2 separate regions of the Mus musculus genome follow, and region 1 is linked to region 2. Evidence: chromatin contacts called from public Hi-C data. All regions are on one chromosome and are shown on one strand. The core of a region is the stretch at or near the end of the contact, and the rest is flanking DNA. Distances in the headings are between cores, read along the strand shown. Region 1 holds the start of Sumo2 (small ubiquitin-like modifier 2). Region 2 holds the start of 1810010H24Rik (RIKEN cDNA 1810010H24 gene).

Region 1 (3,036 bases), core at 266-2,765, 8.5 Mb after region 2:
AAACTGTGAAACACAAACACCTTTAAAGAAGCTGCGGGCCCGAACGCTTCAGAATCAACAGGTTTCTCTCAGGCTCTCCAACAGCATACAGCTGTTCCCAGCCCCTGGGCTGAAAGATCAGAAACCCTGCACAAAGTGTTACAAGTCTGGTACAGAAGCACTGATACTAGCAAGGCAACAATACACTTAGAAACTCCTTGCATAATTTGTGATGCATCTGAGGTTAAATTTTCTAAAATGGCATTATTTCCTGTCATCGCCCAAATTTGTCGCTTCCCATAAACACCAGTGTCCTTTCTCTTTTCAAAGCTACAACTACTAGAGTCGGTTTGGGGTGGGAGTGAGAAAACCATACCTTGTATTTCAAATTTTACTGCTACCTTCTTGATAAAAGTTAGCAAACTCTGCTCAATGATATCAAATGAACATATCTTTAAAAAAAAAAAACCGAACACACTCAACTGAGGGATATCCCGAGTCTCCCTTTTTACATCTTCCGATTAACGTTCGACTATATAACTGCTTCATTTTCAGTTCAGAGCTTATTTTCCCCCTCTCCTTTGCTGTCATGGCTGCAATACAGTCTTCGTGCAAGTATTCCCGTACATTGCAACCCCAACAGCAGTTCAGCAAATCAAATGTTTATGTCCAAGGATTCGATTCGTCCATCCTGTGTCCCCCTCCAAATAGAGTCGGGGCCAGAGAGTGCCCTGCCCTGGACTGATGCTGGTCCCCTAGTCCGCAGCCAAGAGTAGCCCGTGCCTCCGAGGGCGCGTTCTCAAGTTGAGCCCGTGTCTCTCTGCTCGCACCTAAGCCTCCAACCACAACAAGCCACATGGTTCCCGCCAGGGTGCGGGTTTCTGGGCGCACGGCGGAGAGCGCAGCCCCTCCCCCGCGGGCCCCTTGGGCCTCGAGCCGGACCGACTCTGGAATCCCCCACTCGGGGTTGCCGGAGCACACACCACCGATCCGGCGCGGCCCCAGCCCCGAGAGGGAAACCCCGGGCCGCACGACTCCCGCCTTCGCCGCCGCCCCAGACCCCGCGCGCCCAACGCTTTCCTTACACGCGCCGGGCGCCGCCGAGGAGCCAGCGCGGGGCCGCCGGGCCCGCGGGCTCCCGCGAAGCGCCGCCTGCCCGCCTCGCGCCGCGCCGCGCGCGCTCCGAGGGCCTGGGGGCGGGGGAGGGCGCCGGGCCTCCTCGGGCGCGGGCGGGAGGAAGAGAGCGAGAGAGGAAAATGGCGCGGAGCGCCGGGCCTGAGCCGCCGCTGGCCCCGTGGGGGGCCCCGGGCAGGCAGGGAAGCCCGCGGCGGGCTTCGGCCGGACCCCGGGCCGCGCCACCCACCGGTCCGCACGGTGAGGCGCAGCCGGCCGCCGCGAGCTCACCTTGGGTTTCTCGTCGGCCATGGCGAGCGCCGGAGTCTCCTCAGCTGCCGCTTCACAAAAGAGGCACCGGGTCCGCACTGAGGGAGCGCACAAGCAGCACCAGGAGCGGCAGGAGGAGGCGGCAGCGGTGGACGAGGCAGAGGGCGCGCGCACGTCGTGCGCTTCCCTCCCCCCGCCCTGCGTGCGCGAGCACGAGCATCCGGGGCTTCTCATTGGCTGCCGCTTCGCGGGAGCGCGCAACGCTTACATAACCACCCCTCCTCCTCCCCCCCACGGCCCGCGCCTCCGCCGCCTGGGCCAGGCGCCCGCCAGGTCGGCGGGAAGAGGCGCGGACACGCGCACCAGTCCCGCCGCGGGGGCGCGCCTGGCTCTGGGCGGGGCTGTATTGTCCTCCTTCTTTGGTGGAGCATAATCAAAATGGCTTCCAGCTGGTCCTCGGCGAGGACAGGAAGGCGCGTGGCCTTAGACGTGGGGTGAGCCTAGGTCGAGAACGGAAGGCCAACTCCACGTAGAAGGGGGCATCTCCATCAAAAAAGCAGCAGCGGGTTGTGAGAAAAACTCCTGTTCAGTAGGACAAATGCAACTCCCCCCTGCACATCAAACTTCCCAGTCCCTTCGTCCTTCCCCATCAACCAGCTTCCCACCCGGGAGCCTCAAATGTCTTCCAACCTGTTGGGAACCCTACTCTTGCTGTGGAAAACTGTTCTTATAGCCACTCAAAGGATTCCTTGCTTGTGGCCTGCCTCCCAACTTCCAGAGAACACAGTCCATCAGGGGAGCCGACCCAACCTGAAGCTCACGGGCCCATCAATCATTTCGTCCCTTAATCCAGTACAAAGTAGGAGTAGGATCCTCGCATTTGAAGAAAATCCTGCCCTCTGCTGTGCATGCCACCCTGTGGCTCTCACTTGGTGTTTTTATTTCCTGTACCCCTGTATTTTCTTCTACTACTGTGTTCCCACAGAGGGGGGAAATACCACGATTACATTACCACCATAGTGCTTCTTCTCGACCAAACAGCTTGAAAAAATGCCCATGCCAGCTGCTCCACCCCCTCAACTCCCACTCACTCCTCAATCCACTGCAATCTGTTGTTGTCCTCTTAGCTCCACTAGAACTCTCCACAAGGTCACCTTTGCTGAAACCAGTAATACGTCCCGTTTCTCACCCCTACTCAACTCCCTTCGACTCTGCACAAAACAGGCTTTTTTTTTCTGTCACCTTAGGCCAGTGGTAGCACACCTTAATCTTTTTTTCTTTATTAAACTTTATTTTAATTGTTTCTTTGAGTTTTAGTACAGACTTTTTCTGGTTTTTGGGTTTTTTTGTTTTTTTGTTTTTTTTTTTTTTTTTTTTGGTTTTTCGAGACAGGGTTTCTCTGTATAGCATTGGCTGTCCTAGAACTCACTCTGTAGACCAGCCTGGCCTCAAATTCAGAAATCCCCCTGCCTCTGCCTCCCAAGTGCTGGGATTAAAGGCATGTGCCACCACTGCAGCTAGTATAGACTTTTAAAAATTACTATATTTCCTCTACAGGGACGTATGAATCCCTTCCAATATCATCTACTTTCTAAACTCTCCTTTTCTAACTTTTTTTTTAATCCTCCTTGCATGTCTGTGGTGGCATAGGTGTTTAATCCCAGCACTAGGGAG
Region 2 (3,309 bases), core at 637-3,136:
ATTCCCCTACACTCGGGTATCTATCGAACCTTCATAGGACCAAGGACCTCTCCTCCCAATGATGCATGACAGGGCCATTCTCTGCTACATATGCAGCTGGAGCCATGTGTACTTCTGTGTTGATGGCTTAGTCCATGGGAGTTCTGAGGGGGGGGGGTCTGGTCGGTTGATATTGTTGTTTAAAAATATTCATTTAAGTTTACATGGAAGTGTGTGTGTGTGCCTGCCTGTATGGGAGTGCAGTGCCTGTGAGCGGGAGCCTGAGATGGTCAGACGCATCGGGGCCCCTGGAAATGGAGCAAGGTTGTTTCGTGGCCATCTGGGAACTGAATGTAGTCCTGCAGAAGCAGTCACTGCTCTTAGCCCACGAGCCAGTTCTCCAGCTCTGGGTTTGTTTTTGTTTTTGTTTTTTTTAAAAACAGCCCTTGCTTCTTTGGAGACACCAGCTGTGACTATATACTGTGAATACTTTTGAGACAAGGCCCCCTGTGTCCCAGGCTGGCCTGAGATAGATCTCTGTGCGGCTGAGGATGTCCTTAAACCCATCTTCCTCACTCTGCCTCAGCGGGTTGGGGTTATAGGCTCCACCACTCCTCATGTATGAAGTGCAAGCAATCCAATCCGGCACTTCCTGCCTCTAAGGCAGGCATTTTACTGACTGAGTTACATCCCTCATGTTATTCTTCGGGCAGCTGAAGTTGAGCCAGTTGAGCCATAACTCCTACCTCAGAGAACAAACTGATGGGTCTGTGTACCTAGTCTGCCTCCTAGTCTCTTCAGAAGATGGAGACCTGCCTCTGTCTGCCTGAGTGTTCCCACTCTGTAGTTTCTGAGACCCCCAAGACTCTACTCAGTCCACCAGCACTCTAGCGTCAGGCCCCTGGATCAGTGACGCAGAACCCTGAGGCTTCCTCAGCAACTCTGTGTACCTCACACCAAGCCATTCGCGCCTTCGTGCATCTGTTTGGGTTTGAAGCTGTGGACCGAGAATTAGTCCCGAGGCTTCAGACCTGTTCTGGAGAAATGATACCCTAATCTCCCCACCCCCACCCCTTGACAAATGACGGTTTTATTTCATCTGAGTGGAAAAGCCTTTCCCTCAGGACCGATCGAGCTGTGATGCTGTGTCAGGAAGCTGAACATAAGCAGCAAAGGAGTTTGCTTTTCTTAGACACAATAAAAACTGCCTGTTCCCAAGCAGTGAGATGCCCCCAGCATTGGAAAGGTGGTTTGCCAATCTTTAGGCATTCAGTATACACTTGGTGAATGTGGCCAACTGAATACTAGTTATCAATGGATGGGTGGAGGGAGAAAAGAGGGAAGGAGAATGGGAAGGGGGCAGAGGAGAGGGCTGTCAAGAAAAAAAAAATTTGCTCACACCCCCCCCCCCGACCCCCCGGCCCGTTTCTGACTCTAGAATATCAAGATTGCATATACAGTCAAACAGCTTTGCCAAACTTGGTTTGTCAGGCAATTGCCTCACAGGTCCTGGAATGCGTTTTTTTGTCATCCGGAGTCCCCTCCCCTCAACAAGCTCAAGCTATTCTAAGCGCTAATTTATTTGTTGTTGATTTCATCACTCGCGTTCCTTCAGCCCCCTCAAAACCCTCACTCTCCCCTAGCCTGTCACCTCACCCCAAGCACACCACCCACCCGGAGCAAGAGCTCAAGGCCGTGCTGTTCTCCTGGCCCACAGAGCCCAGTCCGGACCACACATCCGACCCCCCTCGGAAAGAGGGAGAGATCCCCGCCGCTCCGTTTTGTTTCAATGGTCTGTGCAGCCAGCTATGCTCGTTTCCCCAAAGGCTGCCCCTCATTAGCATGAACGGGGGTGGGGGTGTGTGTGGGGGGAGAGGAAGCGAGCCAAAGCCCTCGCTGCGTTTTCCAGCCTGGGGAACCCTGTCTACAAAAATGACAGCTCGAGCCCTCTGGCTTCTCTGTTTGATCGTCGGATGGTCCCCCGAAGCCCCGGTGGCGGAGAGAAAAGGTGAGGTCGCTAAAATGCAGCGCCCCAGGGATTGGGAAAGGGGCGAGACGCAGGGCGGGACGAGCCAAGGGTCAGAGCCTGCGGGACAGGCGACTCCGGGTCTGCGTGCGTGCCAGAAAGCAGCGACAAGGGTCTCCCAATATTTCATGTCCCTTGGCAGCCTTTTCAGAAGGAAAGACGGGTTCAGCTGCTGAAATGATCTCGTGCGAGCCAGGCAAGCTGGAGAAAACTTTGCATGTTAAATAGCTGCATCCGGAGGAGGGAAAGTGTCAAAAGGGGTCGCGGCGCGCTGTGGACAGGCTCCCAGGCTTGGGATGGTGACACAGGCCAGCAATGGTGCGACAACTCTGGGCATTCTACTCCTCTCTCGCAGCTCTGGTATAGCCTCTGGTATACCTGAACCTTGATAACACTCTCTCTCTCTCTCTCTCTCTCTCTCTCTCTCACACACACACACACACACACACACACACAAATCAGGCAGTCTTGGCCAGGTGGTGTTTTTGTTTTGCTATTGTTAGGATATTTTGCTCATCTTACTGTCTCTGGGAATAATAGCTTCCACACCTAACTGGGCAATTTATTTTAGGTCATTTTATTGTTGTTGTTCCACACGGAAATTGAACGACTTCATTGGCATTTAACTCCACATTAGACCATCTTTTCCATGACAACAGATGGTGGTCTAGAGGGGAAGCAGCTGAGGTCAACAGTTGACAGGAGTTGGATAGCCACCAGAACTTTATCTATCGGCTATGCATGGTGTGCAGGTTTAACATAGGGAGGGAGTCAGATCCAATGGCTTTGCAAAAACACAAACTGTGTAACTAACCATTCCTGCTGGGAGAAAGCTGATTTTTTAAGATTATTCATTTGGCAAGATGCATCATTATAAAGGAAGTGCTGTCAAGGCTGCAAGGGGCACAACAAGCTCTTTAATGCAAACGAGGGAAAGTAGGTTGTGGGGCTGTGCTTGGCTGAAGGAGCACTGGGAGGTGGTGAGATTGCATCCCTGGACATGCAAAGTTGCCCAGACTTGAAGCTGTGCTCCAACCTGTATGCAGAGCTGAAGAAAATCATTAATAAAATTTAAAAAGGTGTATTGATATTCGGGAGATTTCCTAATGGGGAGGGGTAATGCTTTTATAATTACTCAGGGGCCTCTGCCTCCCAGCCAAGCTTTAAAAACCCCTTCTAAGCTGTTGTTTACTACTAAGTGGTGTCCAAGAAGCCAGATAAAAAAATCCACTCACAAATTCTTGATGCTGCCTTGCCGAGATGACAGTGTAAACACGGATGGGAAAACCAAATAGTTCTGTCGT

What was found. Hi-C and Micro-C count contacts between places; a contact is called where the count stands out from the background.
Region 1: a contact with region 2 is called in a Hi-C map of myocytes, with 5 times the contacts expected there. The contact joins the promoter of Sumo2 here to the promoter of 1810010H24Rik in region 2. A contact is called at or near these places in 1 of 39 promoter capture datasets (maxillary cranial neural crest) and 1 of 484 Hi-C or Micro-C datasets (myocytes).

What each region holds. Positions count from the first base shown.
Region 1 is chr11:115,534,715-115,537,750 of GRCm38.p6, forward strand. It overlaps Sumo2 (small ubiquitin-like modifier 2), which reads right to left and starts at 1,516. Exons shown (of 4, transcript NM_133354.2): 1 at 1,384-1,516. The coding sequence starts at 1,404.
Region 2 is chr11:107,023,983-107,027,291 of GRCm38.p6, forward strand. It overlaps 1810010H24Rik (RIKEN cDNA 1810010H24 gene), which reads left to right and starts at 1,887. Exons shown (of 4, transcript NM_001372502.1): 1 at 1,887-1,987. The coding sequence starts at 1,912.